Linked DNA regions of Mus musculus: regions 2, 3, 4, 5 and 6 are each linked to region 1. The links are chromatin contacts, called in public HiChIP or PLAC-seq and promoter capture Hi-C maps. All regions are on one chromosome and are shown on one strand. The core of a region is the stretch at or near the end of the contact, and the rest is flanking DNA. Distances in the headings are between cores, read along the strand shown. Region 1 holds the start of Stk3 (serine/threonine kinase 3). Region 2 holds the start of Zfp706 (zinc finger protein 706). Region 3 holds the start of Ywhaz (tyrosine 3-monooxygenase/tryptophan 5-monooxygenase activation protein, zeta polypeptide). Region 4 holds the start of Pabpc1 (poly(A) binding protein, cytoplasmic 1). Region 5 holds the start of Rnf19a (ring finger protein 19A). Region 6 holds the start of Fbxo43 (F-box protein 43).

Region 1 (4,710 bases), core at 1,150-3,649:
CAAACACTAAGTCTGGCTACCAGGTGTATGGGGTGCCTTTGAGAATTGATAGAAAGCACTCGCTTTCCAGTAACAGAGGAGACTACACTCTAGGTTAACTCAGCTGGCTGATAGGGATTGATTTCTAGACCAGTCCATGATTGAGTCAGAATAACTGGTCACATTAAAGGAAAGAGAAGAGTCATTGTAACTTCTCTTTTTGATTAATTGTAGATGTAGGCTCTCAAGAGTTGCTAAGAAACCCCTTCTCCATTGCTTTTTTCTGATGGGTGAAATTATAGGGTGTCTTCAGAGGTATCTTGGATGAGTTTACAATCTGATAAAACCAGGAGCTATTAGAATCTATGTGAGCCATTCTCATTCAAAGCACCACAAACCCCTAGTCCCAGAGGGACAAGGGCAAGGGAGGCAAGTTGTTAGCTTGTCTTGAAAGGAACACTTTAGGTGACCTCAGTAGATGATCATCAGAAGAATAAACAAATATTCGAGTTCCTTTCTTCCTGACTTTCTCCTGCATTTATCCCCAAAGCACAAGTGGCCTGGGAAGCGCGGTACTCGTTGGCATTCACTACAGGAAGCTGGTACAGTAGGATAGGATTGCAAACCTGGATAGCAAAACCCCAGCCCAGAGCTGGATGTGTCAGGCTGTTGCTTAGGTGACAAGCAGAGAGAGAGGATGCTATGGGTTGGCTCTCAGATGACTCACATTTAGGTTGGATGACTGCCTGAGAAGAAAATGTTCAGCACAGAGCACCAATCATAAGCATATGCCGCCAACACCACTGACTGCTGTGCTTGGCTGGACTGGGATGACTTCCTGGAGGATAAAGTTGCTAAGACAAGGAACCCATTGTAAAGGATGATAAACTGAGCCCATCTTAATGTTTGATAAATTGAAAAAAAATCATGAGATGAACTTCTCAAGATGCTTTCTGCTGAAACAGGAAAAAAATGAGGTTGATGTGGAAGTTAGGAGAATGCGAGGTGGGCAGGAGAGTTTCAGTGGTGATTCCCAGTACTGACATTTTAAAAGCTGGTACTGGGGTTCAATGGTTAAGAGCACTGACTTCTGTTCCAGAGGATGTGAGTTCAATTCCCAGCAACCACATGCGGCTCACAACCATTTGTAGTGGGATCTGATGCCGTCTTCTGGTATGTCTGAGGAAAATTACAGCATACTCATATATATAAAGGCTGGCATTACTGTGTGTGTGCATGATGAGGGTGTGGAAGTGTGTGCATGTGTGAGAGAGATGTGGCAAGGGTGTGTGTGTGTGTAAGCCAAGGACAACTTTGTAAAGTCTGTTCTCTCTTTACACTTGTAGACTCATCAGGATTGTGTGGCAAGTGCCTTTGCTTACAGAACCCCCTCATGGCCCAGTATTGACATTTTAATCACTTAGTTTTTGTTATTGTTCCTATTGTCCTGAGTAGATGAAATAGATATCAAGGTGTGTGTCTTATTTAGTTTCAGTTGATACTCATTTTGACTAATATTGACTTCATACACATGGCTCCAACCTCTAAGAAAACTTTGCCCAATTCGTTTTAAAGAATATTCTAGAAAAAAAAATAAGCAAACTCATTTGTATAGTTGTGAGAAGATGTGTGTGTGTATTTTATGGTTAAATAGTAGACAAATGAATGTGTAAGGGGTCAAGTTCAATGGGGGTTAGGGCTGTCGGGGTCGGGGACCCAAGAAAAAAAGAAAGATATTCCTTTAGTATCTTTTTCCAAGCACTATAACTAGTCATGGGCTTTCCATGTTACCCAACAGGGCATCCAGCAAGACTCTGGTGTTCTAAATTTGTGCACCAAGAGATCACTGCAGTAAATATTTTCTGTCATTGGACTGTAATTATTATGCTTGTATACAATCAAAATCAACCAGAATTTCCAGAAGTATCCCAACTACTATAGTTACAAATGCCAATTGGCTTGGGGGGCAGGGGAACGTAGCTAATAATAACTAATAATTATAAACAGGACAAGAGAGGGAAGTGAGGGCAGTTTTACTTCAAACAGATTTACAAGATGATTGGCATGTATTCTTGGGGAATCCTGAGAAATGAGTCAAATCTCTAGTGGACTAGCACCCCTCCACCAGCACAGTAGCTTTTGGGTTGCCAAAGTCTCACTCTGGTAGCAAGACATCTTCTTTCTGAGCTGGGCACTCCTTTTGGTGGCCTTTCTCCACTACTCTCACCAGCGCTTGGACCCGCCCACCCTTCCCGGGCTGCGCTCCGCCCACCCTCCCTAGCCCTGCTAAGGCCCGCCCGCCTTCCAGGGCGCATCCTGTTCACTATCCCTGGCTGAGCTAGGGCCCGCCCACTCTTCTGGACCGCGCTAGGTTCCGCCCACTTTCCCGGGACACGCTCCGCCCACCCTCCCTGTCCGCGCTCCGTCCCGCCCACCCTCGCTGCGCCGGCCTCTTCCCACCAGCTCGGAGCTGCAGGCCACGGCCGAGGGGCGGGGCGGGGCGGCCGGGAGGAACCGCGTTGAGGAGCGGGAGGGAGATCCGCCGCGGAGTTACGTGAAAGTTGGTTCGAGTTTCCCGGTGTGATCCCTTGCGTTCGGCCGGCTGCTCCCGGGCTCCTTTCCTCCCTACGGCCTTCACGGTCCATTCGGCCCTTCTTTCTGCCACCGGCCGCCATGGAGCAGCCGCCGGCGTCCAAGAGGTAACGACGGCGGGAGCGGGATGAGGACGGAAGCAGCGGCGCGGGGCGGGGGCTACTAGGCCCGGCCTGCCGCCGCGACCCTGTCCCCGCCTGCTCGGCGCTGAGCGCAGCCTGGTCCAGGCGCCCACCGTTCGGCTCCGTCCCTCTGCGAGGCCAGGGACCCAGAGGGGACGCCGAGTCTCCGTGCCGACGTCTTGAGGGCCTGGTGCGCCGCAAATTGAGTGGCCCTCGCTGGGTTCCCGGCCCTTCTGGTGGCTAGGAGGGTTTGAGTAGTAAATTCCAGAAACCTGGAGATAAGGACATCAATGCACGCTTCTCTTATTCTCTCTCTCTCTCTCTCTCTCTCTCTCTCTCACACTCTCTCTCTCTCTCTCTCTCTCTCTCTCTCTCTCGATCAAGTCTTCTTAATAATATAACCATTCACTTTGTGAAGACAGATCGCTTATTTACAGTTTAAGGAATTAAGTATATTAATAGCCACGCAGAATGTAAAACATTATGGATGTGCAGCAATGACAGGTGTTTCCCCCCTCCCCCCAAAGTTCTAAAGAATTTATGGATCCAAGATAGATGGAATGTTAACTTAGAACCTCTCCCCCATATAGTTTTGCACATAAAAACAGTGATACTTTGGTATGCTATATATTGTTTATGTTTAATCATGGACATATTGGATGCATCTGTGTACAATATGTTTGAACTAATCATTTCAATCATCTTAGGAAACTAAATGTCCATTGATAAACGTTCATAATGTCTTCTCCCTGTTCTCCATGAATGAATAAAATAATTGTTTGACGCTGGGTAAAACATTTAACCTCACTTTCATTTATAATTTACAAAACTGTCTAAGAGAGTGCTATAGTGAAGATTAAAGTCTTCATGTGCTCTAATATCTAGAGATATTTAGATGTAAGGTGTTAGACTCATGAGGTGGAATCGTTAAAAAGGTAGGCACTTTGAGAACCGTTGTGAATTGTGTGATTAGACATGTGAGCCTTGGTTTCTGGAAACCATCTGTTCAGATGCAAAAAAGGGGAGGATGTGGACAGTTTCCCAGAAGGGACAGGCTATCCTTCTGGGCCCTGGAAGCAAGTCAGTTGTTAGATTCTAGCATGTTATTGGTGTCTTTCCTCTGGTAGTCCCTGGATACTCGCCTTCCCCACAATAACAGAAGAAAACCTGAAACTTTTTTTTCTTTCTGTTTTGGAAGGGCAGTAAAGGGGAGATCTTTGAGACTATGGCATAGGCCAGCTGGAATGACTGAATTGAAATAAAAGATCTGTGCTGGTTGGCTGTACTGTAAATTATCAGTTTCATTATAGCTGTAAGAAAATGCCTGCACTTGACATTAGTGAACCTGGACAATCAGAAGTTGTGGGTGACAATTCCATCGTGACTTATACTTTACAAAGCCATGCTTGCACATAAAACTTTACATTTTAAATTTCCATTTCTTCAAAGACTCATTTTAATCTAGAAATGCAATTCTTTTAGTTCTTTTGTTTTTCCCCTCATATGTTGTGCAGTGTGGCTTGAGTGCCTGGGTTTAAGAGCTCCTTCTGCCTTTGACTCAGGAATAGTTGGGACTAGGATATAGTTCCTGTGCAGGAAGGGATTGTTTTTAAAATTCCATTTTGTTGATTTGGTATCCCTGCCCTCCACCTCATGTGTGTGTGTTTCTGTAAACCCAGGCCATGACGTGTGTGTAAGTCAGCACAGCTTACAGGAGTTGTTTCTCTCCTTTCACTGAGTTCTGGGGCTTAAACTCAGGTGATCTGGCTTGGTGGCCGGTGTCTTTATCTAGTGCGTTATCTTGGTGTCCCAACAAGAAGACATTTGCAATAAGCAAAAGATACAGACTGCTAATCTTTTATATCTTAGTATCTCAGTGTTTTATTTTATAGCATTTCCAAATTAATAGTGTTTATCCTCACAACAACTCTATGCAGTAGGTTGCATTAGAAAAAGATTATAAAATCTCATTTTATAGATGAAGAGACTAGGAATTCACCAAATTGAAGCTTGTGTG
Region 2 (4,710 bases), core at 1,256-3,755, 1.9 Mb before region 1:
CATTATGTATTGAGAATGAATATGCTGGGAACTCACCAATCACCTCATCGCAGGAACCCAGCACGCATCCAAACACATCAATAAGCCTGTCATCTTTCATCTCCAGAGGCGCAGTTTCATTTCATGAGGTGGATTTTGGATAGCAAATCAGCAAGTTCTTGTTGCATACTATCTTAAAGTGACCGCCGATAGGCAGAAAAGGGAAAATGTTACCACAAGTGTCGTTAGCATTCATAATTAAATGCAGGAATGTGCACAGAAGCCTAAGTGTTCATGTCTAGATTGCTGTCACTTTTCTGACACTACACCAGCTGGTGGCAAAGCAGAGGCCCTGCCTTTTACCCACTGTCACCACACACATGCTCAAGCATACTCACTCCGGCTTCATACTTCCCCTGTATATTTCAAATGTCCTAAGCACCACATATAATTACCATTACACCATATTCTCTAGGTAACAGTGCTTAACAAGGGAGTGAGCCAGACTCCTTCAAGGATAAAAAGCATAGAGGAGACAAGAGACCTGTGTGGCAGGGTTCTGGGGCTTTTTGTTTTGTTTTGGTTTGGTTTTTGGTTTTTCAAGGCATGGTGTCTCTGTGTAGCCCTGGCTGTCCTGGAACTCACTCTGTAGACCAAGCTGGCTTCGAACTCAGAAATCTGCCTGCCTCTGCCTCCCAAGTGCTGGGATTAAAGGTGTGTGCCACCATGCCCGGCCTGAGTGGCAGTCTTAAAAAACAAAACAAAAAAAAGAAAAAAGCTCCAGCAGAAGGTGTGCGGGTAAGAGGCATAGCAGGAAGACATTGTGGAGTTTACTGCTGTGAACTCGGATTCCCCCAGGGAACATCTGTAAGTATCCTCAAAGACTTTTACTTTTCCTCAAGTGAAAATGGGGTGCTATTGGCCCCAGCCAGAAAGAAGGCAGAGCTACCACTAAACACCTAGTGACTCCCCATAGACCCCGGTTAACAAAGTCCTGTCCTGAGAGAGAGAACTAACTCCAGCTACAGCTTTTGTCAGGTTCCTGCAGGAGATATGAATTAAAAACTCAAGGGATACTAGCTTTTGAGTATTCCCCCAGGCCACAGGACAAAAAGCAACAAACCAATCCTACTTCACAAGACTTCAGACACCACCTCACCCCTGCAGATGTCACAGTCTAGTTGCAGTGTCCATTGTCATTCATGACTAGACAAACAGCTCTTTGTATTTCCCAAGTCTAGATCCTCCAAGACTCTCAACCCAAAAGGCAGATTAACACAACAGTAAATGTGGCCACCATTAATAACTATGTTATAGCTTCTTGACATGTCTGTTCCAAACCTGTCTCTTTAGACACATTCTGTTCAATATTGTTTTTTCAGCACTTTGTTGGTCACTGGCTATACAGTAATAAAAAGGAGATTACAGATTACCATCAGCAACAGTAACAAAACTTAAACACGTAACTACATTTTAATAAAGGCTTGTGAGCATAAAGTGAAATGAATCAAAGATGAGCCCACTTCAATCATGGCCCAGCTGCGTTGCACCTTTCTGGCTATTTTTAACAATACTGTGACAAGGTTATCATAGTACAAGTAAAGTAGACTATGCTCATAGTCAACGAATTCTCTGGCTACTGGCAGGCAAGTTTGAGATTCTGACTGGGCATGGCGACACATGGTCATGTAGCTCCTGTGGAGGTGAAAGGGTTCAGTTCTAGGACAGACTGAACCACATAGTGGTTTTAAGGCCACAAAAGCAGTATACCTATAACCTAATTAGATCTAATGGGGAGCAGCTTGTTGCAGGTACAGGGCAACAAATGCAGAGATTTACAACGCCATTTCTAACCACCACTAGATGTTAGAATTGCAATCGCTCTTAATAAGGTATCTGAAGTTCACAACGTGGTCTAAATCAAGTGGAGGCGGGGAACGACCTTTTATTCTTTCCCCAAGTATTAGCAATCCAATAGCCAGCCTGCACAGGCCAAGCGAGCACGTTAGGATTTAGCCGATTTTTCAGGCTCAAGTCTCCATCTATGTGAAAGTCCCTAGTAAGTCAAAATACCCTGAGCACGGAACCAGTGAGGGAACAATGGCAGCGAGTCTGGCAGGGGGTCATGGCCGAGCGGCGGCCACGCGGGGCCCCGGACGCGACTCCCCCGCCGCTCCGGCTAGCGCCTTACAGGGCTCCCGGCTGGCCAGGGAAAAACGAGGGCGGCGGGGCAAAGGCCAGGCCGGGTGAGTGAAACACGAAAGAGTGACTGCTGAGCCACTCGGCCGACAGCCGCCCGTAGACCGGAGGTCACACACCGCAAGGGCAGGGGGACACGCTGAGACGACACCGAGAGAGCGGGCGGGAAGCAGAGGGGCGGGCGAGGGCCCCGCAGTTCCCGTCTTAGGCCCCGCCCCCGCGCGCTTATGTAACAGGGGAGAGCTGCCATTGGCCTGCAGACCGGAAGGACGCGGGCATGCTAGAGGGGCGGGGCAAAGCCGCCGCAGGAAGGTGAGGGGCGGGACCGCGCGGGCAAGCAGGCGGCGCTGAGGCGACTGGGAGTGCGGCGCGGCGTGCGCGGGCACGAGCGACGGGCCTGCCTCGGGCTCAGGCGCGGCGGGCGCGCGCTGCGGCGGGTGTGCGAGGCGCGGGCTGTTGTGCTCCCGGCTCTGCTCGGTCCTTCCTCTGCGGGTGGCGGAGGCCCCAAGCGGTGCGGGGCTCGACCCTTCCTTCCCTACTCGTCCTGCCCAGCTCTTCTCGCGCTGCGCGGTCTCTCGGACGCCAGACCGGCCCGGCCCGGGTAAGCGGCGCCGCAGGACGCGGGAGCCGGGGCGGGAGGCACGCGGCGGCGGGAGGCCGGGGCGGGCGTCGGACTCCCGGCGGAGCGGGCGCGGGGCTGAGGGCCGCCGAGGCCTCGGGCGGGCCGGGCTGCAACCGTGGGGTTGAGTCTGCCCACGAATGGCTGTTGAGAGCTGGGATCGTGCCGCGGAGCCGACCTGGGCCCCTTGCTCTGGCTGGTTGCAGAGTGTGAGCCCATTTCCTGGCTCCCCGGCCTCAGAGTAAGTTGTTTCTCTTTAAGCGGCCCCTTAGGGCCTCCTTCTCAAGAGTCCTGGTATTCCAAGAACTCTTCCTGGTTCGTAGCTCATTTGCAGCCTCCTGGGAAAGCTAAAACTTTTATTAAAAATCAGCTGGTAACTGTTTGCAAACGATTTATTGCCTTTCAGTTTGTCCCACTTAATCAGGGAGCGATTTATACGTAAGATTTTGTCAAAAACTCGATGAGCTGGTCAAGAGCAAATTGTAAGTTGAACTGTCCGAAAGCAGGTGGTTGGATCGTTTGCACTTCTGCTTTCAGAAAGGAAATCTGTGCTGTCAGAAGTTAGGGGCCTGCCCCGCTCAGCTAGCCTGTTAGAACAGATCTCCTTTGCCTAGTGTTACATTTTGTGTTTATTGAAGCGTTTGCCTTTTTGTAACCGTTGGTGGTGGTAAAGAAAATGGGTTAAATCTTAGGTGTTCTGTTGTGTTTTAGGAGAAGCCCTAAACGCAAAAGTTAAAAAATAGTTTTTGCTTATCTGATGGCATTGTTTTTACAGCACGCTTCATGAAAAGGTTATCAAAGTAGCTGCTTTAATTTCTAGATGGCAAGGAAAGTTCTGGAATTACTGATGTGAGGTTCTGTAACTTAAGCATAAAACCCTTAAGATCTGTTCACCAAGTAATTCACATACATAAGCCATGCTTTATGGAAGAGTTAAGATGTTTTAGACAATCAGAATGATCTAGTAAAGATCTGATACTAAGACAGGGGGACATTAAGAGTGTTTTCAGGACTGGAGAGATGGCTCAGCGGTTACGAGCACTGTCTTCTCTTCCAGAGGTCCTGAGTTCCATTCCCAGCAACCACATGGTGACTCACAACCATCTATAATGGGATCTGATGCCCTCTTCTGGTGTGTCTGAAGACAGCGACAGTGTACCCATATATATTAATTTTTTTTTTTAAGGAATGTTTTCAAAGCATTGGTGTTCATGTATTGAAGACCCACCATCAAAATGTACTTTTAAATATGCCATTGGAACATGGTGAAGTGACACAGGCCTTAAAATCCCAGCCCTTAGGAGGCAGAGGCAGGCAGATCTCTGTGAGTTCCAGGCCAGCCAGAGATATGTAGTGAGACAACCCCCCAATATACTATTGAAACTTAGAGAATTGATACGGCATTGGTTTAAAAACACAAAAATGAAATATAATTTTCATGACAAACAGTTTATATTTGCCTTGGGTGGGAATCGAGTTCATATATTAGGCTGGCATATTAAACATTCTCATGGTTGGTGAAAGACTGGATGGACTTCCAGTTTGCTACGTAATACTAGTGGGAATGTGTCCAGTACGTGTGTGTTTGTTTAGTTTCCATTGTGGTGGGGGATGATGAGGAGAGCTTGATTGTCACTGAAACACTTTTGACTTTATATCCAGTAGCTAAAGAGAATTGCAGTCAGAAAAGGCCAACCCTCTTCATAGTACGGTCCCTTGTACATTCATGTCTTTTAGTAATTTCAAAGTTTAAAATGTAATTACAGTGCTAGTCAAAGTGGCATTGGACCTCATTTTAATGTGCTTCAAAGCACTACTCTGGTAGATGCTGGGTGAACAGGTTTAATTTGTGCTGTCTAACCAGAAGTCTGGTTTTAACAGGAAAATAATTCTTTTAAGTGACAATTGTTTTA
Region 3 (4,710 bases), core at 1,357-3,856, 1.6 Mb before region 1:
CTCACAGCAGAGGAGTGGTGAGGCCAGCTCTTCCTCATTGTCATCCTGGGGCTAGCGCACCTGCCCCCACCACCTGGACAGCACTACCACAGCTGTATTGTGCTGTCCAGGCCAGCTGCCAGGCTTGCTCTCCTCAGTCCTTCAGCTGGTGAGGGGCAGGGCTAGCTAGCTCTTTTCTGCTCATGATCCTGTGAGCAGCTTTCCCTATTGCCAGAATTAACTCTCCCACAGTCACACCTTCTGGGCTGGCTCACCTACACCTGGTCACCAGGGCCAGCTCCATTCTGCTGCCTGGGCAAGGAGCAGGGACTGGTCTCCTGAGTGCTGCCACAGGTAAGAGGTGGGGCCGCTCTCCCAAGCAACCCAGCCACTGAGGGGTGGGGCAGCTCTGCAAGACCTATGGACATCCATGTGATCTGACATCGAACCCTACTGCTGAGTAGCCACAGACCCAAACATAGGCCACAGCTCGAGCTGGGACCTCACCATGGCCTCGGGTGGCAGGGCTGGCCACTCACAACAGGCTGCTCCTCTCCACCCTGGACTCTCCAGTTCCATCTCCCTTCATAATGCTCAAGCTGCTCCACTTCTCTTTCCCATCTGTCCACCACATACTTGCACATCGTGGTGTCTCCCACTGCAGGCTGGACACCTGGCTGACGAACCCCTGGGTGACATGTTTTGCCTGCGCTGTGTGGTGTGGTGGCAAGCAGGTGCCTACTGCCTGTGCTAGAGGTCTGTGGGTGACATGCTGGTCTGCTACTTGGTTGGCAGATTTGGGGTTCAGCCATGTCTAGTGGGGAAGATTTATGGTTCAGGTCCACAAGCAGAGGGCATCACTTTGTGTCCCATTGCCTAGCAGTTGGTCAGTGGGCCACACCTAGCTCCAAGAGACTCGACAGTGGGATCCAAACTATGGCAACTGGAGAAGAGGATTTGGGGAACAGCTGTCTGTATCTATTTCTACTTCCAGTTTCTCAGGTATGGAAATTAGAATCTACAGCACAATACAGCCCACTCTTTACTCTCTCAATCACGGTGTTTAATCTTATGGGACTGGGAATTAGTGTGTCCAGTTTAGTAAGCTAAAGAACAGACCTCTGGATGACAAAGCAAGATTGCCCCTCTTCTGATTGCAGAGTCCCGCACATTAAGCTTCACTCAGTCAAATGATGCAGAGCTGAGACGATAGCCTGCCGGGACTGTTTATGACTGAAAAGATCACCCTTGACACGTGTTTCCAGTTGGAATGACAGACTGATGCTAATTTACTTGAACTCTTTACCTTACTGTGTAACATGGGACAGAAATTGAATGAAATGTCTAGTGTTGGGCTAACACGTTCATCTCTGAACTTTAGACCTACCACTTTTAACTGTTTCACTTCGTTTTCACTGGGTTTTGAACACCAGGGACAGCTACCACCCTTATTGTTCCCAAAATGTAATTACAGTAAACTACATGGAGAAAACACACATGCATTCCTCAGCCACAGATGGTAGTACTTTTATTGCTGATATTTTACTACTGTGCCTATCAAAGTATAGCGGAGACATCAACTGCATGAAGTAAGACCCAAGTAAAGAAGACAGGAAGACAATTGGGCAGCTAATCAAACTCACCAGTAACTTCCCCATACTTCAGGCCTATAGGCTCTGGGTTTTGGCTTTGCTACATATTATTCTTTAGAATTCTTCTCAGTTGACCTTCCATGGCAAATCTAATTCTGGCCCCCTTGCAGCCTTATTATGCCTTTATTAGGCAAACATGTTGATTGGAGTTTGTAAAAACTAAAAGCACCTTTTGGTTTATTAAAACACAAAGAAACCTTGCTAGTTAATGCACAAGGCAAAAGCCCAAACTATTTTCCAAAACAAGTCTGCAATTTATGCAGAGAAATCTCTTAACTTTCCCTGAGGTGTATATTCCATATAGACGTGTATTACAGACATTAACAGACATTTCCATTTTACAAAAGATTTAACCTAGTATCTTCTGTCAAATTTCTAGCACCTACTACAAAACTGCAAACATAAAAGCTTTTGAAATAGTCATTTTAAGTGAGTCACTCCCTGAAAGAATTTACATTACAGCCAAAGTAAGTTGACTTCAGTATCTTGGAGATAAAACCTGAATTAATTTGCTCATCTGCTTAGCATGTTATCTGTTGCTGTGGAAACCGGTGTGTGTGTTGGGAGGGGGGAGGGCGGTTGGCGAGGGGAGCGACACTGAACTGGTCACAGGCAAATCTCTACCTAGCTGTCATTTCAGGCAAATTATAATTTGTACAACAAACTTGTGATTCAAACAATGTAACCAACATTCTGATGAAAGACAGTGGTAGGGAAAGAATGCTTGTCATGAAGTCTTCCAGGGGGCTCTGGGGCTGAATTCCTGAGGTTCTTTTTCCAGTTGTGCTTAGTGTAGGCCCCAGAAGGGGCTCAGTGAAAATATTTTAGCTCAGAGGCGCACATTTAAAGAGAGCAAGGACAGATTCTTCATAGAGACTGCATCTCCTTTCAACTTCCGTCTCCTGGGTGGAGACCTTGCGGGTTCAGGCACCTGCAATTTCCGCCCTTTTCCTCCCCCCCCCCCCTTTCCGGGCGGAGGAGCCTCGCTCCTCCTCCAGCTAGAGCCCTAGGAACGGCCACGCTCCCTAACCTTGCTTCCAGGACCTAAAAGGGTCGGTCACTCTCTTACAATGCGCTAATTAGGAACAATGTGTCTCCCAATGAAAGCTCTACAGAGGGTAAAGTGCAGCCCACGACAACAGTTCGGTGTGTTCTAGCCTGTTTCCCCGCCTCGCCCCACGTCAGGCTTCTACGATCACGTCCAACCCGCTAGCCCAACCCTTTCCCCGCTCCTCCCAGCGACCACCCATTGTCCCCGCGGCTGTCACGGTGTGGACGCCGAGCTCGCGACTGGAAAGGCAGGGCGTCATTCAGCCTCGCGCTTTTCCCAGCCTTAAAAGGTCTAAGGCCGCTTCCTGCAGCCAGAAGGTAAAGCGGGCCGCCCGAGGGAGCAGCCGCGCCCGGGCCTCCCTGCCCCGGCGTTGGCGGAGCCGCTGCCCTACTCTCGGCTTCTGATCACAATGCCCTGGCAGTAGAGCTGCCTTCACCCTGCCCCGCAACCCGCCCACCGCCATTACCGGCGCAGAGAGAGGGCGGCCGAGCGGGAAGGGGGTGGGGGGGAACGCGAAGGTCCCGGATGTGCCCGCCAGTGAGGTGGGGGCGGGGAGAGGCTTCCTTCCGCGGGCCGCAGGGGCGGGGAGGGAGGGCAGCTCGCGGGGGCGGCGGGGAGCGAACCGAGCACGCGGGTGAAGGCAGGGTCGGGAGCGGAGCGGAGCGCGAGTACGCGCTCTCCTCCGCTCGCCCTCGGGCACGGGCGGGCCGGCCGGGCGCGCGCAGGGGAGCGGCGGTTGCGCCGGGCCGGAGAACTGTGGGCACCAATCAACGGTTGCCATAGCAGCGTTTGACGTCATCGTGCGTGTGGTGCCCCTGCTGCCGGGGCTAGTGATTGGAGGAAACCCCGTGTCTGCGGAGCGGCTGTAGCCTGTGAGCAGCCAGATCAGGGACAGAGTCTCAGCCTCGCCGCCACCGCTGCTGCCGCCGCCGCCCAGAGACCGCCGAGCCGCGTCCGTGTGCCGCCACCCACTCCGGACACAGGTGAGGAGCCGCCCGAGTCGGCCTCCGGTCCCTTCAGCCCGCCGCCGCGCTGCGGCCCGAGAGGGGTCTTCTCAGGAGGACCCGGGCGGCGGCTCGGCTCTGCCGGGCCCGGGCAGGCGCCCACCGCCGCCCCCGGCCGCTTGCTTCTGGCCTGCCGGGCTGCTCATCGCCCCGTTCTGGTCCCCGGGGTGGGGGTGGCGGATGAGGCGCCCACGCGCGAGACCCAGGGGCTCCCGCTCCCGAGGGCGACCGCGATCCGCCCCCGCCGGCACCCTGCTTCCGCCCGCGACTGTGACTCGGCCGTGGCGCAGGTGAGGCCGCCCCCACCCGGGGCGCCCCCGCCACCCCCTCCCCCACGGCGGGGGGCAGCCAGGTAGCACGCGGGGCTCTGGGGTGGGGCCCGCCAGGGACCCTGGGCTGGGCTCGCTGGGGCCCGCAATGCCAGAAAGGACTCTCGGGACGCGCGGTGGGGGAGGGGCGCGGCCAGAGCTAGGCGTGGGGGTACCGGGGCACGGGGTCCCCAGCGTCCTGGGCTGGTGGGAGGTTCGCATCTTTCCAGGAGCTGCGGCCCCAGGATGGGGGCTGCGCCTGTCTGGGTGGGGCCCTGCCCCTCCCCCTACCGCAGCTGTCGGGACATCGGGGCTTGGGTCGGACACCGGCGGAGGGGACCCTGGGCGGGAGCGGGGTGTGTCCGGCGCGGGCCGGCCGCGGTTCCGCTTCTGCGGGCGCGGATGGCATCGGGCCCCCGGGGAGGGTGATCTGCTCCCCCTCCACCACCACCCTCCGACTGGGGCGGGTGCACGGACTGCTCCTCCCTCTGCCCGGGTGGGGGGGCGATTCACAGTCGGAGTAGGTTGGGCTCCTTGACACAGTTCCGCCATGACAAAGAGAGTCGGGGACTAGCGCGGAGGCACCAGCCTGGGCGGAGCCAAGGAGGGGAGGTGGCTGCGGATGGCGCGGACGCAAGGACTAGCGCTTTAAAGTCACCGCTGCGCGGTTTCGGTTCGCCCCACCCTCCGGCCTCAGGCAGCCAAGGGTTAAGTGG
Region 4 (4,710 bases), core at 955-3,454, 1.5 Mb before region 1:
CTCAGAGGAATATTGCAGGAGTTGGTTCTTACCTCCCATCATGTTGGGCCTGGGGAATCCAACTCAGGTTAGGCAGGGCAATAAACACCTTCACTGAGTTATACTGACAGCTTTCTCAAAGGCCTCTTCCGTTTTCATTTCGTTTTATATTGCTCTTTGCCTAGGAGCTTAAGTACTAAAATGATGTTGTTTTCTTTTAAACACTAACAATGGAATTTTCACTTTCATATTTTGAAGAAAAATTTTAGAATAGATTCTAATAGTAATATCCCACCTGATAAAGTGCTGGGATTCGATATTCACTACACCTTCAGGTTTATATTTATGGTGACCAGAAAAACCATTATTAACGTCCTGAGGATAAGAACTTTGCTTCGTTATCTTTACTTTAGGGTACCCAGCACACGATGGACATTCAATGACTATACTAATGGATTGATTTTAAACTACTTTCCTAGTAGACTGAACGGTGGTGTTTTGATGAATTATTGTTTTAACTAGAGCCTTATTTGAGTAAACAGATTTAGATTACATAGCATAATGTGTCTTCCTAAAGAACAGCCTTAAGCCGGGCAGTGGTGGTGCACCCCTTTAATCCTAGCAATTGGGAGGCAGAGGCAGGCGGATTTCTGAGTTCGGGCCAGCTTGGTCTACAGAGTGAGTTCCAGGACAGCCAGAGCTCCAGAGAAATCTTGTCCCGAAAAAACAAAAAAACAAACAAACAAACAAACAAAGAACAGCCTTAAATGATACTCATGTGTTAAGCATACAACATATTTTTCAAAACTGTTATCTTCCATCAATATGGGTGGGGAGGTGAAGATGGGGGAGAGGGGACAGCATCTGTGTAAGAGTCTCCGGACTTAAATTCTAACTGAGAAGAGTTATAACTAATTTACACTAGGCAATAGGCTAGGCTAACGATCATTGAAGAGCTGAGCAGTCATTTAACTTCTGACACCATTAACGGTAAAAATAGTACTATTTGCTTCACTTCCCACACATCATTGTCAAAGGATGTTTATAGAGGACTTCAAAAACTGTAAAACCTACTAAAGTGGAGTTTTTGGGTTGATGTAATGTCATTTCTACGAGTTGATATATTTGTGCCTATCAATCATTTATATTAATCCCCAAACCCTGGCATCCAAGAGCTAGATTAGGGTGGCCCTGACCTCAGAGATCTGCAAACCCCTCCTGCCTTTCCAAAGCTGGGTTAAAGGCGTGGGCACCACGCCTGGTGAAGTGGGTTAAAAGCGTGGCCAACCACGCCTAGTTAAGCAGGCTATCCAGGTTTGTTTGGGTAAGAGTGACAGATACCGAGTAATTATGAGAAACGCATACTTTAAAGGAAAAAAAATTTTTTTTTCGAGTCCTTTTTACCACTGTAAAAAATGTAGGAAGTGGCTAAGTGATTCCAACAGAACATCTTAAGCGCCAGACTCCCAACTGCCTTTATCCCATCCCCTCCCCTCCCCCTCGTCGGGGCCGCGGACCCGTGCTGGGTCACGCCCGGGACGGTTGGGGTCCGGTTGAGGTCAGCCAGCCCGCGGCCGTTGAGAACTCCAGCTCCCGGCAGGCACCGCTTCCGCGGCCCACGCGCGTGGCGGCGCTGCCCGCTGGGACTCGTAGTGCGGTCCGGGTAGGAGAACGAGGCAGTTACCCTGCCTCCTTCCGCGCACACCTAGGAAACCCGGCCGGCAAGGCTCACGCCCGCCCACCCGTTTCCAGCGCCGCTCGGGGGTGGGGGGCTAGCGAAGCAGAACCTCAGCCGGGGCGGAGGGAAGAGGCCGCCACTAGACGCGCACGTGGGGGGCGGTTGGCGCCCAGAAACCCGGAAGCCCCGCGCGCTGCCCACCCGCTGCGCTGACGGGTTAACGCTCTTTCGGGCGGGGGCGGGGCGTGTGCGCAAGGGGCGTGACCAGCGGCCGCGCCGAGGCCGCCCACTGGCCGTCCCGCCCTTTCCTGGCTTTGCGCAGCGGGAAGTCGGCCCCTGGCTGTGGCGCCTGCGCAGAAGCCCCGCCCCGCCTCGGGCCCAACCCCCACGCCCGCAGCAGCGGCAGCCGCCGCCACCTCTCCCTTCCTCTGCGCTTTCCTCCGCCTCCTCCGGCGCCGTCGCTCGCGTAGGGCCCTGGCGTCAGACGCGCGTGGGCGGGGCGAGTGCGGCGGGGGGTATAAGTAGAGGGTGCAGGAGGCGGTGCTTCCCCTTCTCCCCGGCGGTTAGTGCTGAGAGTGCGGAGTGTGTGCTCCGGGCTCGGAACACACATTTATTATTAAAAAATCCAAAAAAAATCTAAAAAATCCTTTGAAAAAACCCAAAAAAAATTTACAAAAAAATCCGCGTCTCCCCCGCCGGAGACTTTTATTTTTTTTCTTCCTCTTTTATAAAATAACCCGGTGAAGCAGCCGAGACCGACCCGCCCGCCCGCGGCCCCGCAGCTCCAAGCAGGAACCCAGAGACCGAGGCCTTCCTGCCGCCCGGACCCAGCACCGCCAGCCTCGCTCCCCCGGTTCCACGGCCGTTGAGTACGCGTCGATTCCGGTTGAATTTTGTCCCTCTGCGCTCGCCCCCGCTCCCCTCCCCCCGGCTCCGTCCCCCGGCCCCGCACTCGCTCTCCTCCTCTCACGGGAAAGGTCGCGGCCTGCGGCCCCGCGGGCAGCCGTGCCGAGATGAACCCCAGCGCCCCCAGCTACCCCATGGCCTCTCTGTACGTGGGGGACCTGCACCCCGACGTGACCGAGGCGATGCTCTACGAGAAGTTCAGCCCGGCCGGGCCCATCCTCTCCATCCGGGTCTGCAGGGACATGATCACCCGCCGCTCCTTGGGCTACGCGTACGTGAACTTCCAGCAGCCGGCGGACGGTGAGCGGCAGGCCGGAGGGTGGCGGGCGGGCGGCCATGCGGCCGGGGCGGCGGGCCTAGCGGGGCGGGCGAGGGGGCGGGAGGGCACGGCGCCGCAGCCCCTCGCGGGCCGGCACTTCCTCCTCTGCGACCATTTTCTCGCCATCGGTCGCTCTCAAACTTTAGGGCGATGACGCGCCCGGAGGGTGGTTGAGATAGCCTTCACCGCGCTCCCGCCACAAGCTGTGGGATTCGGGGGTTTCGAGTACCCTCCTGGAGCGGCGGGTGGAGGTACCCCTCCATCCCCTGCCCTGGCCCGGCAGTCAGGCCGGGGAGGAAGTACGATTCAGTGTTGGGAAATACCACGTGTTGAACCCTGTAACCTCACAGGCCCGAGGCCTGTTCCTGCCGGTGGCTCAATCGCTGGGAGGAGCCCTAGGCTTTAGAAGAAAGTTAAATAGGGTGATGCCTGGTGGTGGTGGTCCTTAGGGTCGTAAGCTCGTTCCTAATAGCACATCTCTGACCTGTGGACCAGGAAAGGCACCTTATACCATATATAATTGCTTGGGGTTTTCCCTAGATGAAGTATTCTTTAACCATGCCGTGGAGGAGGGGATGTGGAAGACTCTAGGGCACCAGACTCCTTGGCTCATTTTCAAACAAATTAGATCTTAAGTTTAATAGAAGTCGTTATTTAATGTATACATATGTATATTTTTTCTAAAATAGCACCTGTGGTTATGAATTTTAAACATGTTGACCAGTTTTGGTCCTAAATATTAGGGTAACCTGGATCAAATTATGCTGAGTTAATAGCATCCAACTAATGAAAGCTTCTTTGATTTTTCTTTCGTAAAGTGGTTTGGAATATCCATGAATCTTGGGCAATAATTAAGAAGTAACACATTGAGTTTGTTTTAAGTTTGACAATTCACTGAAACAGAAATCTAAGAATCAGATAAGATCTATGGCCTGATATCGTTGGGTTTTTAAATCTAGATGACTCTGATTTAGAAGTCAGCTCTGGGTTTTATTTTAGTAAGGAAGACTGGAATTAAAGAGTGGTCACTAGATTAAAGGTGAGATTTGGGGTAAGCAGCATCTTAAGTGATGCTCTGGTAAGCCAGAAGTTGTAGAAGGGCACAGCAGGTGGCCTGCCCCTTGCTCTCTAAGGGGCACTTTTAGTGTCACTTCATTACAGCTTTCAACTCTGGCAGGTGACAGAATGTAAGGTACAGGAAGGTAGCTTGGGATAGAGTAACCAGAACTTCTATGAAAACAAAACTTGAAAGACTTGAAACTTAGTGGTTTTCTTTTCTTTTTTAAATCCAGACATGCCCAGGTTTTAAAGGTCCTGGGATTTGAAAAGCCGAACCTCAAATTGCCATGGTTATAGTTAACTTTATACATTTGTGTCAGTGGACCAATATTCCAACTGCTCAGAATCTTGCCTCTTCTTTCTTCCATTTATTTTGTGGCTGTATGTTCAATGTTCCATCTTACCAATTTTTTTTAAACCAGCTTTTTCCTTTTTACAGTATTTCCTTACCGATTGCAGTAATGGACTAGGGTTCTGCTAGTGACCAGTTTTCAGTTTTGTAGGGAGATGTGACTCATTAAAAAAAACCCCAAGCTCAAGCAAAGTCAGCAGGACCAGGGGTGCTTAGGAGGTGTGGCCAATTGATAATGAGCTGGCTGCTGATTACTGTGCTCTAGGAGCTAGAAATTTCATTTACAGAAAAGTGGTTGGGGGGACTGTGGTGCTTTCTGCACTTAAACCCAGCACATGTGTTTGTCTGTTGAGTTCTTGGCTAGCCTGGGCTACATGAGTTCAGGAAAGCCAAAGATACACAGTGAGACCTTATCTG
Region 5 (4,710 bases), core at 1,010-3,509, 1.1 Mb before region 1:
GAACAGCTCAGTGCTCACATCTGGAGAAAGAGAGAGAGGGAGAGAGAGAGGGAGAGAGAGAGGGAGAGGGAGAGGGAGAGGGAGAGGGAGAGGGAGAGGGAGAGGGAGAGGGAGAGAGAGCATTGGAGATGGTAGAAAGCTTGGATCACCTTTTAATTTAGTAGACAGCAATATTTCTTGAGCCAATGTTGAATAAATTACAATGGGTAAATTAGGAAGAATGCAGCAAAAAGCCCACCGGAGGCCAAGCAGCTTCTTTGCATGAATCCAAGGAGAAACGGTGACTTTGTAGCATGGTTTCCAGTCTCGAAAGTACATTTATCACCTGGAATTTAAAAATATACGGCTCTCCAGAGCCCCCTTCACTTGGATGCAGCCTAGGCATCTCAATTTTCCCACGTTCTCTTGGGGGAGGCAGCCAAACTTGAAGTTGTTGTCCTAAAGGCAAAGGGTATACAGCACAGAGAACAGAGTGATATTTAGAGGGCATAATAAATGGGACTCAGTGAAAGGGACCAAAGACAGGGTGTCTGTGAGAACCCTGGACTTCTGGCTTGGCTCTGCTTGGATGAGAGAAGTAAGGGTTGTTTTAGATAAGCCCCTGTCTATCTCAGACAGACTTGAGCTATAGGTTTGTCTTAAGGTTCTGATGCTGCCACAAAACACCATGACCAAGAAGCAACTTGGGGAAGGTTTATTTGGCTTACACTTTCATATCACTGTTCATCACCGAAAGAAGTTAGGACAGGAACTCAAATATGGCAGGAACCTGGTGGCAGGAGCTGTTGCAGAGGCTGTGGAGGGGTGCTGTTTACTGGTTTACTCCTCATAGCTTGCTCATCCTGCTTTCTTATAGACCCCAGGACCAACAGCCCAGGGATGAAACTATTCACAGTGGGCTGTCTCTCCATCAATCACTAATTAAAATGTCCTACGGCTTCCTACAGCCCAGTCTCATGGAGGTGTTTTCTTCATTGACGATCCCTTCTCTCAAACGACTTTAGCTTGTCTCATGTTAAGATAAAACTATCTAATACAAGATGCCTCCATAGATTCAAGTGGAGATGTCCTTCAGGTATATCTCTCTCAGGATATGCATATTGGACTAGTAAGTAACAGCAGACCCTTCCAATTTCTAGGAAGACAGAAATTTAATTTCTCAGAACTATGATGACTATAGAGAGTACAGGACCACTGTTATTCTGCACAATTCTTTACTCAAAACCCTTACCAGTCATTACTCCATTTGTACTGCAAAGCTACTCTTGCACTATCCGTAGGCTTAAAGTGTCCTGTAGATTATTGGGCATCGAATGCAGCCTTTTGATAGCATTTTAAGGTATACACATAATGGCTCTCAACTTCCAATAAATGGAAATCATATCCATACTTACTCCCTTTAAGATGTATGGTCAAAGACATTTAGCCCTAGATCGCCTAGCCTGTTTCTAACTGGGAAAAATTTACTGTGTTACCAAAGAGGCCAAGTGGGGTTTGAAAAAATATGGCTCCTTGGTGAGTTTCTAGTTTAGACACACTGAAATAAGGATCGAGTGATATATTTAGATTAAGTAACAGATGGTGGATGGACATTTTGGCATCCATCACATCCATTTCTCAGGATTCTAAGGAAATGATCTAAGTCCCCAAGAGAAATAAACGGAGAGGATGGGATCAGGACAGGAAAGGGATCTGTTTATTTAACTAACTCTATACCAAGTCTTATGTAGGTGAAAAATTCAAAGGGTGTCCGACTGGATCAAAAGCTGGAGGGGAATGGAAGACACAGGCTGGGCCAAAGTAACTCCTACTGTATCAGACATTGATAAGACCTGAGATATTTCTTTGGGGACGACTCGGCTCTGCTCTCCCGAGGGTTGCCAATCAAGCAGGTGAACAAAGGATTGAAAAGCTAAGTCAGGGTCCTGTCGCTCAGGAAGCGCTCCACTTGGAACGCGGCTCCCGCCGTCCCTTCCTATCACCTCACGGAGACGGGGTCGGGGTTACAAGAAGGGCGTCTCCCGCCCCACTGCCCGGCGCGTTCCGAGTAAGTCGCCGCCCGCGGGAGGGCCGGCGGCGAGAGCGCGCAGTGCGAGGCGAACGTGCTGGAGCCAAGGAACCACCGCGTCCCAGAGATAACCGCGGCTGGTCGACGTGGGGCGGGGCGGGGCTTGACGCCAAGACGCAAGGCGCGCTGGGCGGGGCTATGCCGGGTGGGGCAGGAGGGAGTGGAGGGGGCGGGGCCTGGGGGCGAGGGCGGGGGAGAATGGCAGTTGCTGTGTTGGTTCCCGGCTGCGACGGTCCGACTGGAGTCACAGAGGGGAGTTCGGGAAAGCGGCCGCCCGCAACCGTTCCACCGGCAGCTCTCGCCCTAGCTGAGAAGGTTCCGCGGCGGTGCTGAAAAGTCGTCCTCCGTTCTGCCTCCGCTTTCTGCCTCCGCGGGATGGGCCTGCTCGCCAGCCGCCCCGCGCCGCCGCCGCCCTGAGGAGCTGAGGTACGGCAGGCGCCGGAGCCGCGGGAGCCGGGCGGCTCCCCTACGGATGGGGATTCAAGGCGCCGCTCAGGCCTCGGTCTGGGGCCGGGAGACCGTTGCGGCCGTCTCCGGGGTGCGGGCCGGGGCGTGGGGGGCCGGGCCTGTGGCCCCGTCGGTGTTGTGACTGTCCACGGCGCTGCCCCGAGCGTTCCGGGGCGGCGGAGCGGACGAGACCCGAGGGCGGCCGCCGTGGGGAGGCGGCGGGGGCGGAGCGCATTCCTGACGGGTGAAATCGCCTCTAACGGGACGCTTTCCGGGCCTCGCCGCACACTGGGCGCCGCGGACTTCGCCCCCGAAGCCTGCCGCCTGGGGCCCGGGAGGGCGGCGGGGAGATGACCGCCTCCTTCGGGAGCGGAGATCGCGCACACAAGCAGGCACCGGCGCGGAAAGCCGTATAGCCTGGGGATGAACGGGGGTCTTCCGGACTCCACGTCTGGGGTTTTCCCTGCCCTCACCCCGAGTGAGGCCACCACTTTGAATTGCCAGTTTTTCCTTCGGTCTGGGATTCCGCTCTACTGTCGCTCTCTTCTCTTTTTCCATTTCCACTAATGGGAAGAAGTGGTTTAGGTTCGTTAATCCTGAGACAAGGGCAGCAAATAAAAGAGGGAAGAGAATGGTGAAGGCTATATATGGGAAAAAGAAAGGTTTAATTTTTGCTTGTTGGCGCCCTTGGAGATAGAAATACACGACTGGTGCTTTACTTTGTGTAGGGTTGAGAATGTCGCAAAATGTTGGTAATGATAGGACGGCCTTTAAATGCAGCTGCAATTTTCAAACCTAGGGTTGGCTATAAAGGCTGGTGTAAAATGATAGCAAACGGGAGGTATGAAAGCGGGCCTTTCCGTGGTTGGTGCCTTCAAAATATTTTGATCTTCCTCATTCTACTTTGTGTATGTTTGTGTATACGCACGCGTACCTGGCAGTCTTTGATTATTTAATATTTTAACCAGAATTTCTTGACCCTTTTCATTGTATGTAGTGTGACGAGATACTTGTCTTTTTTTCCCTTTCCGGTTTTGCTATAAACCGGTCTCTTTGCACATCCTAGTGCTTCTGTTTGTAATTCAAGTCATTTCCATATTTGCTTGCTTAAGCTTCTTTAACACAGAGCTGTCTGTATTGAATTAAAATGTAAATATTTAGAAAATGGCTATGTCCTTACTTTCAAATGTTCTTTACTTGGTACATACAATTTCATGGACAAAGAATTGGTATTAAGTCTTGGGACTTACTAAACCAAATTATGCAAAACAAAAGCAAGATATATATATATATATATATATATATATATATATATATATATATTATACAGTGTAAGCTTAAATTTCATGTGACCATGGAAAGATTTTAATGTCATTGCAAGGTGTCTTTCTGAAGAAGAATGCATATGGCAGCTAGCCTGAGTGTATTTTTTTATTATATCATCGATTCTCATTCTAGAACCCCAGTAAGGTTAATTTTTTTAATTGCAGAATTATTTTAGAAGTTGAAACAAACCTATTCATTACTAAAATAGCTGCATGAAATACCTCATCTTGGAGATGCCTTGGTTGAACATTAGAATTAATATAAAGAATTGTTCATTGTACTGTTGCCTAGCAAATGTTAGAATTTCATTTTGAATATTTGTGGCAATGTGTTGGATTTTTGGTGCCTTTTTTAATCTGGCAAAATGACAGTGCCATATTATCTTCTACTTAAGTGTTTTTGAAGATACTTCAGCACCAAGTAGAAAGTAAATGGACTTGACTTGCCATGAACACAGCGTCCAAGCAATGTTTTTGCAGTTGTGAGTATAATGTACTCAGGAGTAATTCCCCCCCCCCCCCTTTTTGAGAAAGGGTTTCACTACATAACCTGGTAGTTGGCTTAGAACTTGCTATATATACAAAGCTGGCCTTAAACTCACTGAGTTCTTGCCCCTGATAGGATTAAAGACCTGTACTCCTTGCCTAGCTTGGAGACACCACTGTACTTTAATGAGTTATAGATGTATGCATAATTTTAGGCAGACATTTGTGTGTGTGTGTGTGTGTGTGTCTTGCACAAGCTAGGCAAGTTTCTTAGTACCTCTGCCCTCTTTGCTTGAGGCAAGCTTTTTATTTTTATTTTTTCTTCTTTCCTGTCTTTTGAAAAGGATTTTGTATATTTGTATGACAAGTCTTGGTTTTTCCTAA
Region 6 (4,710 bases), core at 685-3,184, 1.0 Mb before region 1:
TTTGAGGGTCAATGAGAGTTCATTAAGGCTTGGGATAGCAAAAAGTGCAGGGGAAATAAACCTAGGAATGATACTGGATGAGGTGGTTGTGTAGATGCTGGTAAAGACGTGAATGTGACAGCCTATCAGGGCAGCAAGGAAGAGTGCAGTAGCTTCTAACTAGGGAGTCAACCTCCTCAGGAATCTTTATCTACAGGAAAATGAACATGGGGAGTGCTCACTATCAGAGATTACACAAACACAGTGGTTTTAAACATTTTTAAATGTGTATCTTTGTGAATATATGCCATGTGTGTGCGAGTGCCTGCAGAGGTCAGAAAAGGGTGTCAATTCCCAAAGTTGCAGTTCTGGGCAGTTGTAAGCAGTGTGGTAAGGGTGCTGGGAACAAAACTCAGGTCCTTTGAAAGAGTAGCAAGTGCCCTTATCAGCTGAGCTGTCAAATTCTAACTGGTTTAATGGTTAGCACCTGCCCAGTGCCCTAGGGAGTGAGGGCACTCTCACCTGTTTATAAACAAGCCTCATTAAGAAACTGTGCCCTGTTCATCTTTGCATGAATAGCATGTAGCTTGAGCTTACTTTTGAGTTTGGGTATTTTAAGCCTATTTGTCAACGCTAAGGAGAATCCTCAGAGAAGAGGGTAGTGGTTGTTACTAGCTTAAAGGTGGCAGCTGAGGTTCTGATTGAGACCTGTGTCAATTTGGAGAAGATAAAACTTTGAACACTGCCTAGGTGGAATGTCTTGTTGCAGTGGTCCCAGGAAGAAAAGAGTCTCTGCTCGGAGAAGACCAGCTAGACAGGCGATGGGGGTCAGGCTGTGCATTCTTGGAACACTGAATGAAAGCCAAGACTTTAAATGTATTTGGTGTGATAGGTTCTTGGCTGTTTCTGATCCCTAAAAAGGAATGTCTGAAACCAATAAACACAGTCACTCATTTATTCATAACTTTTGTTTTGTTGGTTTTTTTTTTTTTTTTTTCAGGTCAGTGGCTATGTAGCTTAGGCTGACCTGAAACTTGGTATGTAGACATGGCTGGTCTCTATGGAGATCCTCTGCCTCCTGACTGCAGAGACTATAGAGGTGTGACTCACAACTTTTTTCTTTTTTGTCTATTCACAAAATTTATATATTTGTTCACTGTAGAAACGAGGGCAAAATCATAAACTATTTTTAAAAAAAATCATTAACCAGGTGTGGTGGCACACGCCAGAACTTGGAAGGTGGAATGAGGAGGATCGGGAGTTCAAGTCCAGCCTGGACTTCATGTGACACGGTCTTAAACACACACACACACACACACACACACACACACACACACACACACACACACACACAAAACCAAAACCAAAGTTGGGGGGTGTTGCTGGGTTTATTGGGGCACTCCTGTAATCCTAGCCATTGGAAGATGAAGGCAGGAAAATCAGGAGTTCCAGGACAGTCTTGGCTACCTAACAAGTTCAAGTGGACTCCCAGGGACCACTGCCACTCTCTTAACCCAAAATCAAATAGTTAGGAAGTCAACCTCTCCGTCCTTATGCTGTATTTACGCCTTTACTATCCAAAGCTGTTGATAGGATTCTTTGACTTTGTACATCGGGCGAAACACTTCCAGGGATGATGCCTGGCACTGCAGGTTTTCTAACCGATGCGTCCCTCCAGTCTGGTCGCACGCAGTGATGCAGGGACCAACAGAGAGCTGGATGGAGCAGGGCGGAGCTGCGAAGGGATGAGGGCGGGGAGGCGGGGCGAGCGCTCAGACGGAAGGTGGGGAGGGTGGTGCCCTGGGCGGGGAAAGGTGGCAGGGGCGGGCTCGGCCGAGGCTCCCGGCTCAGGTGGGCGGCGCGGCCCAGGTGCGCCGGCCCGCAGCCGCTCCGCCCTCCTCCCAGGGGCGTCTCCCGCCCGCACGCCCGCCCGCACGTCCGGGTGACGACCGTTAGTCCCGCCCGCAGCAGACGGCTCGGCAGCTCCGGTGGGGGGGCATCTCTGGTCTCTAGTCGGGAGATTCCCCCAGGTCCAAGACTGGCTGGAGAGAGGCCGGAGAGTGCGGCTGCTGCGGGGCGGAGAGATTCCGAGCGACTTGACCTTCCCAGCCGCTGCCCCTCCTGAAGCCGTCCCGGCGCTGCTCCGGGCTCCGTTAATTGTTGAGGTTTTTCTCTTAAGTGGTGGTACCTCGGCATGAACTTTAAAGGCAAAGATGACAGACTTTGTTGTTTGGAAGCCTACCTTACTTTGACATGTCTTAAGAACTCAAGGTTGACTGGTGGTAAGATATTCCACTTTAATGAGAGCATCGGTTTAACGAAGCAGTTTTCTGACTTGTATAGGGCGTAAGTCTTTTTTTTTTATTTTTATTTTTTTTTATTTTGCGTAAGTCTTTGTAGATAGGAGTTCTGAGTGATTTATCAGAACTTTTTTTTTTTTTTGCCATCAAAAGGTTTGTTTGATTCATCAGCCTGTGGTTGCATGAATAATTTTCAAAGTTTGAAGCAGGCATTTTGGTGTATAAGCAAGATGAGGATGAAGGCAGCGACAGAGTCTCTGGTTTTCCCAAGTAGGGAGCGTGTATCAGGGCTCCTACTTTATTCCCAACGGTTTTTAGCTTCCATTTCCCAAATCTTATGCTGGTGAGGCACCTAGTGGTGAAGTGGCAGAACAGGTCACTTTTAGAATAAATTTCACATGGAATAAAATTCAATACAATACAGTAAATGCACATGCTCTAACTTTCGCAAATTGATTGAATTAATATTTTTTCAGGAGAAAGTGATTTATGAGAGGAAACATTGTAACTTACTATTTGGAGCAATTTGTAGAAAGCAGAGCTTAATCATCTTGTCCTACCAGGCATGCGCAGAAGTTAGTCATAAGCACAGGGGATCAGAAGTCAAAACTGCCCAAAAGCGGAAGAGGCTTAAAAATCACTTTGCTTTATAGCAGTGAGCCTCGGATCTTGTGGTTTTTGTAGCAGGTTATTTTGTAATATTTAAACTACATATTTAACTTACATACCATACATGTCTAAGTCCATGTGGCCGAACGAGAGAAATGACTTCTATGGCATGCTATGTTTGCATGTGTGTCACCCACAAATAAATGTTAAAAAGAAAAAACATAGTGGTTTTTTTCTGATTTATTTTTAATTATGTATGTCTGTGTATGTGCATGAGTACAGTGCCCATAGAGACATACATAGAGACACTATTGAACATGAGGATGTGAGCTGGGAACCGAGCCTGGGTATCTGGTGAGAGCAGTGCAAAAGCTCTTGACCTCTGAGCCGCAGCCCCAGCCTCGCCTGGTGAGCTTTGAAAGGAAATAACTGAACACAGAGACATTAGAATGTTGCAACCGAATATACACTTGCTAACTAAAATCATACAGTAACAAAATAATCTGAAAATAAGGCTGGTATGTTTTTGTTAAGAATAGTTCAAGTAAATATTTGTGCTTGGTGCTTTGCCTATGGTTGTCAAGTAATCAGAATATAATACAGTTTATAGCAAGGTGGTATTTTAAGTAGGACATTTAGGACAGTTTATTATGAAAATTTGTTTTTAAGTAACTTGAAAAAAATCACATAATTTCCTATTATCTATATTTAACACAAATTATATATTTTGTTATAAGTTGCTTGGCTGCACATCACAAAGGAAGAATAAACTTGTATCTACTTGGTAAAAACAGAGAGCTTGAAGATATCCCAAAGGCACTCAGCCAGCCACAGAGCAGGAAGCAATATGGACTCCTCTGCTGTCACTGTCAAGGGTCTCAGCCTCATAGACTTTTGTTCCACATCCTCCTTTAAATATAGGGGCCATCACGAGCTGTCAGAATCTTGCAGCCTTAATAAGAAAGAAGAAGAGCCTATGCTAACCTGTGAGCATCCTGAAACTCCAAGTTTAGGTTCCCCCAATTCTGCAGTATCTCCCAGTCAAATAATGAAGTCTGTGTCCCTAAGGAAGGAAAAGGATAAAAGCCCAGAACTTTGTGAGACTCCTAAACTCAGAAGGAAAAAATGCACATTACGCAGGCGGCTAGACTTTTCTTTCCCTCTTCTGAAGGGGGATTCTGATTCACAAAGCAGATCTCTGGAAAGTAACATAAGCCAAGGTGTTAGCCTAGAAAAACATTTGCCAGGTAGCACTTCAGGTTTCCCAAAGGAAGACAACTTTAGCCCATTAGTTACCAGCACGATAAAAACAGAGGATGTGGTTTCCAACAGTCAGAACTCAAGGTTACATTTTTCTCAGCACAAGACTTCCACCATTGAAGATTCCAAAGACAACTGTGGCTTGTTTGAAGTGGAATGTCTGTCTCCAATTGAAGGCAATGATTTTAAAGATTCTATCACACACTTTAGTGACAGCAGTTTAAGTGTTAGTGATGAGAATACATGTCCTGAACTTCTGGGCTCCTGTGGTAGCCAAACAACCTATGGAGCAGATGTGACTACATCTGTAACTCCAGTAAGTAGTCTCATAGCAAAAATCAAATTTAATGGAAACCAAACTCTTGATTCTTCAGGAGAGGTGAGAGACAGTCTTTTTACACCTGAAGACAGTGGCTTTTGCTCACTTAGCTGGGACAAATCAGAAGATTTCCTCTCTGACCAAGAGGGCTCTTTTCAAGAACTGCTTCAAAAACACAGGGTGACTCCCAAAGTTGGGGACCAGGTAAAAAAGCCAAAGCATTTTGGGAGGTTGAGAAGACTG

Evidence for each region. Promoter capture Hi-C pulls out the DNA fragments that hold promoters and counts their contacts. HiChIP or PLAC-seq counts read pairs in DNA pulled down with a chosen protein or histone mark. Capture Hi-C pulls out chosen DNA fragments and counts their contacts.
Region 2: a contact with region 1 is called in a promoter capture Hi-C map of liver, with 2.4 times the contacts expected there. The contact joins the promoter of Zfp706 here to the promoter of Stk3 in region 1. A contact is called at or near these places in 2 of 9 other capture datasets (adipose tissue and liver).
Region 3: a contact with region 1 is called in a promoter capture Hi-C map of adipose tissue, with 2.7 times the contacts expected there. The contact joins the promoter of Ywhaz here to the promoter of Stk3 in region 1. A contact is called at or near these places in 2 of 9 other capture datasets (adipose tissue and liver).
Region 4: a contact with region 1 is called in a promoter capture Hi-C map of adipose tissue, with 2.8 times the contacts expected there. The contact joins the promoter of Pabpc1 here to the promoter of Stk3 in region 1. A contact is called at or near these places in 1 of 39 promoter capture datasets (liver), 1 of 115 datasets of contacts at active chromatin or transcription factors (astrocytes) and 2 of 9 other capture datasets (adipose tissue and liver).
Region 5: a contact with region 1 is called in an H3K27ac HiChIP or PLAC-seq map of cardiomyocytes, with 5 times the contacts expected there. The contact joins the promoter of Rnf19a here to the promoter of Stk3 in region 1. A contact is called at or near these places in 1 of 39 promoter capture datasets (liver), 1 of 484 Hi-C or Micro-C datasets (embryonic stem cells), 4 of 115 datasets of contacts at active chromatin or transcription factors (astrocytes, cardiomyocytes, large pre-B cells and 1 more) and 3 of 9 other capture datasets (adipose tissue, liver and macrophages).
Region 6: a contact with region 1 is called in a promoter capture Hi-C map of embryonic stem cells, with 4 times the contacts expected there. The contact joins the promoter of Fbxo43 here to the promoter of Stk3 in region 1. A contact is called at or near these places in 13 of 39 promoter capture datasets (the 3T3-L1 cell line, the C10 cell line, HPC-7-derived erythroid cells and 9 more), 6 of 115 datasets of contacts at active chromatin or transcription factors (cardiomyocytes, embryonic stem cells, fibro-adipogenic progenitors and 3 more) and 3 of 9 other capture datasets (adipose tissue, liver and macrophages).

The regions. Positions count from the first base shown.
Region 1 is chr15:35,153,495-35,158,204 of GRCm38.p6, reverse strand. It overlaps Stk3 (serine/threonine kinase 3), which reads left to right and starts at 2,399. Exons shown (of 11, transcript NM_019635.2): 1 at 2,399-2,678. The coding sequence starts at 2,653.
Region 2 is chr15:37,005,197-37,009,906 of GRCm38.p6, reverse strand. Zfp706 (zinc finger protein 706) reads left to right here and starts at 2,505. Exons shown (of 4, transcript NM_026521.4): 1 at 2,505-2,779. LOC115488529 reads right to left here and starts at 4,201. Exons shown (of 2, transcript XM_030248876.1): 1 at 4,197-4,201; 2 at 1,434-3,051. The coding sequence starts at 4,201. The coding sequence ends at 2,103.
Region 3 is chr15:36,792,434-36,797,143 of GRCm38.p6, reverse strand. It overlaps Ywhaz (tyrosine 3-monooxygenase/tryptophan 5-monooxygenase activation protein, zeta polypeptide), which reads left to right and starts at 2,606. Exons shown (of 7, transcript NM_011740.3): 1 at 2,606-2,999; 2 at 3,469-3,665.
Region 4 is chr15:36,606,467-36,611,176 of GRCm38.p6, reverse strand. It overlaps Pabpc1 (poly(A) binding protein, cytoplasmic 1), which reads left to right and starts at 2,204. Exons shown (of 15, transcript NM_008774.3): 1 at 2,204-2,863. The coding sequence starts at 2,671.
Region 5 is chr15:36,280,696-36,285,405 of GRCm38.p6, reverse strand. Rnf19a (ring finger protein 19A) reads left to right here and starts at 2,259. Exons shown (of 10, transcript NM_013923.2): 1 at 2,259-2,494.
Region 6 is chr15:36,162,085-36,166,794 of GRCm38.p6, reverse strand. It overlaps Fbxo43 (F-box protein 43), which reads left to right and starts at 1,934. Exons shown (of 5, transcript NM_001081253.2): 1 at 1,934-2,325; 2 at 3,626-4,710. The coding sequence starts at 3,736.